Regions from separate parts of the Anser cygnoides genome. Here region 1 is linked to region 2. A link is a contact called in public Hi-C data. All regions are on one chromosome and are shown on one strand. The core of a region is the stretch at or near the end of the contact, and the rest is flanking DNA. Distances in the headings are between cores, read along the strand shown. Region 1 holds the start of CYREN (cell cycle regulator of NHEJ). Region 2 holds the start of WBP11 (WW domain binding protein 11).

Evidence for each region. A called contact is a pair of places that touch in the nucleus more often than the background predicts.
Region 1: a contact with region 2 is called in a Hi-C map of liver, with 1.9 times the contacts expected there. The contact joins the promoter of CYREN here to the promoter of WBP11 in region 2. A contact is called at or near these places in 2 of 7 Hi-C or Micro-C datasets (both in liver).

What each region holds. Positions count from the first base shown.
Region 1 is chr1:45,740,879-45,744,567 of Taihu_goose_T2T_genome, forward strand. It overlaps CYREN (cell cycle regulator of NHEJ), which reads right to left and starts at 1,394. Exons shown (of 2, transcript XM_013182544.3): 1 at 1,202-1,394; 2 at 126-1,111. The coding sequence starts at 1,249. The coding sequence ends at 881.
Region 2 is chr1:45,588,240-45,591,574 of Taihu_goose_T2T_genome, forward strand. It overlaps WBP11 (WW domain binding protein 11), which reads right to left and starts at 1,839. Exons shown (of 12, transcript XM_048061271.2): 1 at 1,698-1,839; 2 at 3-104. The coding sequence starts at 66. LOC106045755 (a long non-coding RNA gene) reads left to right here and starts at 2,851. Exons shown (of 3, transcript XR_007162344.2): 1 at 2,851-3,335.

The DNA of each region.
Region 1 (3,689 bases), core at 144-2,643, 150 kb after region 2:
AGCCCCAGGCTCTCCTTCTGCCATCCTCAGTAGTGCAGGCAGGGTGTGATGCACCAGTAGAGGGTCTTCCAGGGTTTCTTTTGGATTCCAGGACTGACCAGGCAATCATTCACAAAAAATGTAAGTCAAGTAAAAACAGATAGGAAAAAAAATTTATTTAGTTCTTCTCTACCAAAGCTAGACAGGTATTTACAGTTGATTGATTCCTCGAGGCTTTACTCCAAATAACATGGGTGCATGAGTTATCACTCTCCCCCACATCCCATGTGCTATCCCATGGTACTAGCTTTCTCCAGAACGTCCTCACAATGCTCAAGCCATGCCAGGTGAGCCTCATCCTCCCTGGCAGTTAACATCAGAGGTGTCCCTGCTGCTGGGTGAGCTGTCAGACCACAGCCCAGCTTATGGTGAGTCCAAATCCTCACCGAGTACGTCTCCTTCTTTTATGCCTTTTCTTATGACCTGTGCTCCGTCCTTTCAAACCAGTTAAATATAAAGCTGGTGTCCACGATGAGCTCGTGCTCCAGCTAGAATCACCATCCTTGGGTTTACACAATTATTTTAATAATTCTCTCACTCCCTTCATCTCTGCTTTTGGGGGTCTGTGGTGTTACTGCTAGTTGAGTGACAGGAATTTGGGGAAGGGAGGTGGCATCACCAGGACACAGCTTGTCATGGCGGGGCTTTGGTCAGCCCACACAGTGCAGCGACTCAAGCTGTGCCCACCCGGGAGTTCTACAATCTGAGGGCACCCCAGATGTAGTCGTGCTGCATCGTGATGGGCTACGCCATCCCCAGTCCTGCCCTTGCCTGCGCATCCCCTGTCGGACACCACCGCCACAGCCCCCTGTGCACCCCGGGCCCCACAGAAGCAGCACGGTCAAGTGAAGAAGATCTCCCTGACGTATTTCAGCACATCCTCCTCGGAGTCCTCCCCCACCGTCCCCTCCGCACCGGCACCAGGAGGGGACGGGAGGCCGGGGCTGCGGTCACCGCCCGTCCCCACACCAGCTGCGCTCTCAGGGCTGCTGCTTGGCGCCGGCTGTTGCTCCTGCTCCTCCTCCTCGCTCCCGCTGCGGGCCTTCTCCTCAGCTCGTTCCCTCCCGAGGCTCTGCCCAAAGAAAGCGCAGCCAGCCCGGGCCGTGACCAGCCCCGCCCGGGGCCGCGCCGCCTCCCGACGGGGGGCCTCCCGCGGGCTCACCTCGGCCAGCACGCCCAGGGCCACGTCCACCAGCTCGGCCTCGTTCATGCAGTACACCGTGGCTGCCCCGGGCTCCGCCGCCGCTTGCTGCCGCCTTCCCCGCCTCCGCCCGGCCCTGGGGAGCGCTCCCCCGGCCGGCTCCCCGCTCGTCCCCCCCCGCCGCCCCCATCCAGGCGGGCAGCAGCCGCCGCCGCCCCGCGCCCGCCGCCATTTTGTGAGCCGCAGCCCGGCCCCGCGGGGCGGGACCCGGGTGCCCAGGGGGGGCCCGGCCCGGCCTCGGGGCCTGAACCCGGCGGCGTTTAAAACAAAATCACGTCGGCACGAGTCTTGTGACACAGTGCTCGGAAGGAAACTGCAGCCCGGGTGGGAGCAGGCCTTGAAATACAGGCAGAGGGCACTGCAGGGCTGCAGCCCGCGGGACGCCTCAGCGAGAAGGAGCGAAGCAGCAGGTCAAGGTGTCAGGATAAGGAGCAGCACAGACAAGGAAGGGAGCTGGAAGAAAGACCTGTGCTTGTGCAAAGGGCTGTTGCTGCCCCGTGTCTGCCCTATGCAGGGCGTTTGCCTGTTGCCTCCTTCACTTGATGTTTGTCAGTAGTGCTTCAAGCGTTGGGATCCTTTATGTGCGACACACTATCACAGTATAAGGGGTGAGCAAGTAAGTTGTTTTTTTCTGAGAAAGTTCACCAGAAGAGCTTAACAGGAGTTGGATTTAAAAAAAGGATCACGTAAACATCTAATGCACCTGTTTATCTTCCTCACAACACGCTGATTTCTAGTAGGGGGCGTTAGAGAAGGAAAAGGAAGGTATGAGAGCTTCTGTAACTGAGTTACATCCGTTCCCTGCTTGAACAGGCTGTTAAAAGTTCCCATGGCTGCTCCCAACCCAAGCATAAAGCCCTCCAGGGAAGGGAGTATAGCCAGAAGAGGAAGAAAAAGGGCAAAGAAGAGCCTGGACAGTAGCCCAGTCTGGGGAGTAGCAAAGCTGTACGTTGTGGAAGGCACCAGAATGGCAGGGTTGGTGGAAAATACCAAAATTGCCTTGTCCGAACCATAGCCAGGATGGAAATAATAACAGTCACCTCGTGGTCCTATACATAGTAGCCCCAAGCAAAGAGCCCTGTGAGCTCTCCAGGGACAGCAGCATGCAGCACCCTCAGTCTCCCCCTGTGCTGGGACGCCTCTCAGGGTACTCCTTCAAGGAACAAGCTCATCTGCAGACAAACACCGACAAGGGAATAGGGTGAGTAATTCACACTAGGGGGTAATTTGGAAATGGGCGACTGGATTTAGACACCTACCAGGACCCTGCAGTAAGTTTTGGGTGAACCTTGCCCTTCCCGATTCTTTAACTAAGTCGCTGTTTCTACTGTAGCAAATTCTGTCGAAATCGTTGTTAAATTGGCTGATGATCAAATGCTGATGAAGAGCTGTTAAAATCATACAATCTAACTTTGTTATTTATAAAACTAATCCTAAATTGCTGCTACATTAAAGTTGTGTAAAAAACTATTCCACAACGGCCCCTCAGGGCAAAGGGCTCAGCCCCAGGTGCACAGCACACACCACGCTGACAGCCCCACGTGTGCCCAGAGCTGATTCCTGGCCCTGGTCTGCCAGGGCGAGAAGCAGCCCCCAGCATCCCTACCACTATCCCAGGAGGGATACCCACCACTATCCCAGGCTCAGGACCCACATCACTCTGAATGGCTAGAGGTTCAACTCCCATATACATGTTAAGCTTTCCCCCTGAGTACACTGGGGTTTTTCTGGATACCACTGCCTATATAGTAATGTTTCACACCTGCCCTGCCCACCCCAAAACCAGGCAGGAAACCTCTCACTATTCCCTCTGCTGAGCTAACTGGCTTAGAAAACAGTCTGCATGAAAGGGCTTTTGTTGTTACTGCTTGGAGTAAGAGCTGGAAGCTGCCTGCGGTCCCCATCCCTCAGTTCCCAAGCGATACAAAAATGAGATTACTTAGCACATACCTTCCCCCCATCCTGGGTTCCACGCAGAAGTGTAGCCCAGCTTGAATAAATATGACTTTAAAAAGAAAACAAAAGCTGGAGTCCTGCAGCCTATAGCCACGTTTGCCCCTGCAAAGCACCAGTATGACTGGGAGTTCATAGAAAGCTGCTCCAGGTGCACAAATTAGGATGTGTGCTGTCTCCAGTGCAGCCTGGCTCTCTTCTCAAGGCTGAAGCTACCATTAGCCACGTTCAAGTAGGCCCTTCGCTCCAGCCTGCATTTGGGCTGATCTTTCATGCCTAATGACATCTAGTGGCTGGTTGGTCCACAAACTGCAAGAGTAGCCCAGCCTCGGGCTGAATCCTGTCAGGGCTCAGAGAAGAGACTACTCAGCAAGGGGATTTTATTTCCATTCACATCTGATGGAACGTCACTCAAAGAGGATCTCGTCTGTTCCACTGCACAAAGACACTCTGACCTGAGATGCAGAAGTTAGAAGTGCATTCTTTTCCTTAACAA
Region 2 (3,335 bases), core at 589-3,088:
ACGGGCCTGATCCGTGGGATTCATGAATTTCCCACTCTTGGTGGATGACGTGGATCTCCGCCCCATTTTGTCTGTTTTTCTTCTGTCTCAAAAATAAAAAAGATCTGGAAAAGATAACCTCAGTTTCAGGTCCTGCACACGAGCGGTATGAGTACACTTACTCCTCCTCCTCCCTGTATCAGTAGGCTGATACAAAAAAAGGAAAAAAAGAAAAAACCCTCAAGTATTGTGAGATCTTCAAATCCTACTTAAGTTCAGACATTCACATCAAAACCATCCTATTTTTAACAACGTGCCACTACTTAGCTATGTACTTACTTAACCAAGTACCTACTTTAAACTAGTCAGTTTGGTATTCACTCCAGACTTAAACCTAGAACCTTCTTGCTTACGGTATGGAAGGGGGCAGGGGAAGTTCAAACAAGCACCTGCATATCAGAGTTGTTCTAGCTTTTCATTTACTCCCGTAAGAGCTCTCCATTTCAAATGTTTCCCACAAATTCTTCTTCCCTCAGACTTCTAAGCTGCCCTTGATCTCTCCCCAGCAACCACCATATCCACCAGAAAGTCCTCTGCACACATTCCTGCCTTTTTCTGCTCCTCACAGACCGCTGCCATGCCGCTGCCCTTATGCTACCTCCATCAGTACTGTTTCAAGCTGCATTACAATGACCAAAGAAAGAAATTTATTCTGAGAAGAGTTATTTCCTGTCTTTAGAAGACCTTTAGAAGTTCTTTAACTTACAGACAACTTCAGTAACGGTTAAACTACAGTCAGGGACATTGCCTTTCTCACAACTTTAATTTGTCCCCCTCTTTCGTATCCCTTGCAACCCACCACTCTAAGGAAAAAGCAAACAAACATGCAGGTTCTACACTGAAATCTGAAGCAACCTCTAAAATTCAGGACCTGATGGAGTGCAGCTTTTGGCGCCATCCTGCACGCAACCCAGCAGAGTCCTAACAAAAGCTTTATAAGTTCAATCTAAAGTTCCCTACAGCCTCACCGAAGTCACCAAACACATCCTTCTTCCCAGAATGCAGAAGATGTCACTTACAAATTGTTGAAGTACCTCCCCTCTTAAAAATAAATTTAAGCCCAAGTGTCATTCAGTGCATTAATGCCTCATGGAAAGCCTTCCTAGGAAGCTCCAGGAACTGACCACATTCAATGTTTGACCAGTACAGAACTACGGAGACCTGCTCATGCCTCACATCACCAAATTATTCTCATAGCTGGCCTGCTGGTAACTAAAGCACCCCATGGCTTGGGAACACCAATAACATACTTCCTTCTTATCAGACTACATCGATTTTATAATAATTTTATCATTTTATAGATGCTATTATTTCTTTAGATGGGAACCAGAGCTAGGATTTACATTTGTACCTCACACCCCCCAAGACACCTAACATTTCAAGGGTAAAGAGAAAGCTCCTCAAATCTCCATCCCAAACCCTTTTAGGGCACAAAGCTTCAACACAAAAGGATGAGAAAGGAAAAAACAAAAACAAAAAAAAGAAAAAACAAATAGAGAACCCCACTTATGATTTTATGGCCGCTGGGGAGCGAGGCAGAAAGCCTCCCATGAGGCACACGAAGGCCTCCCCTCCTCCCCCGACAGAAAGCAGCGCAAAAAGCCCTCTCCCCTCCTCTCCCCTCCGCTCCCAGCCCGGTCCCGTCCCGCTGCTCTCACCCCCGGGCCGGGCCGGGCCGGGCCGGGCCGGGCTCCCCCCGCCGCAGCGGCCCCTACAGCCGCAGCGCTCCCCGCCGCCGCCGCGGCCCCGCCGCCATCTTGCACGGGGACGGAGTGGGGCGCCGCCGTAAAGCACGGCTGTCGCAACGCGCCGCGCTCCGCAAATGGGGACTGCGGCGCGCCCGCCGCGACTCTATGGTCCCGCTCCTCTATGGCCGGGCCGGGAGGAGCAGGGGCGGGGCTGGCGGCCGTTAGGGGCGGGGCCCCTGCTCCCCCCGGGGACCAGCGCCTCAGCAGCGCTCCCCTGTCAGGGCCCGCACCAACACCACAATAAAGATACGTGGGGGATCCCCTTGTGCTGTGCTGGATAGGGAGGGGGCAAACTTGGAACTTTATCATTGCAGGCGGATGAAAGCCAGGCTATGAACTGCAACACGTTAACACCAACATCAGTCACAAGCTACACAACGTCCAAGTTGACAGACGGCCAGGCCAGGAGCATTTTCAGAGCCAGGGTTTTAAGAGCTCTCAGCACCTCAGACTTCTTGCTCACCATGTGTGCAGGCAGCAGAGTACCTTGTGCCTCTTCGGCCTGCTCTTTTATTTTGGTCTTGCTACAGAGAGGAGTTTGTTGCAGGACAGATTTTGGTTGCAACAATCCAGTGTTTCTACACGGGTTTGGGACCAACTTAGACCCATTTTGCCTGTTCTACAGTTTCTTTGTTGGAGTTGTTCTTATCTAAAACACACACGTTAATATAGTTTCAATTCTTAATCTTTATTCAAAACAACAGACAGAGCAGAGGGGAAAGGCATAAGGAGGTGTGATGGGACTGTACAGTATCACTGTATCACTGGAGGGGGACATTGCTCAGGCCTTGCGGGCTGCCCGCTCCTCACGGGGGCTGGGTTTCTCATCACCATACTGGGCTCGGTGGGCAAAGTGTTACTGCAGCAGCTGGAGCTGCCTTCTCCCAGGAGTGACTGCTGACTCGGAGCTGACGTGGAGTATGATAGTCCCCTCATGCTTCTCACTTGCCATATACTTCTGTCACTCCAAGGGGGTAGCACCAGGAGTCTAGAGAAGAGCCAGCAGCCTGGCCTCAGACTGGTAATGATACCCGTGGAAGATCAAGTGTAAGACTGATCAGAGGGCTAGGAAAAGCAGGCAAGTATATCCTATTTGGAGGGACAGTGTTTCAGTTACCTAGCAGAAGCAGAGAGGTAAACTCCTTCTGCCCTGCTGGTCTCTCGCATTTAGCCAGCTGAATGCATGCTGCACCGAGTTCAAGAACAAACAACTAGTAAAAAGAAAAACACACCTGTCAGCAACACAAGCAAATCCCATGGTCTTCTTATTGCTGGAATTGGGGGAAAGAGTTTGGGAAGGTCTTAAGGAGATCAGTGTGGGTTTTTTTCACCTCAACACTGCCTCGTGGGGCTGGAAGGTGCCATACACACCCTTCTGTGAGGTCATGGGTGGCTGCCCCACCTCTCTCAGGATTCCGGCCTTCTACCTCATAAGCAGAAAAGGCTGCAGACCATCAGCCTCCAGCACCTCCAACATCTTCCAATATCTCATGGACATAACACCTTACACACCTGCTTTTGCAGGGAAGATGTCTTTCTTTTAAGACC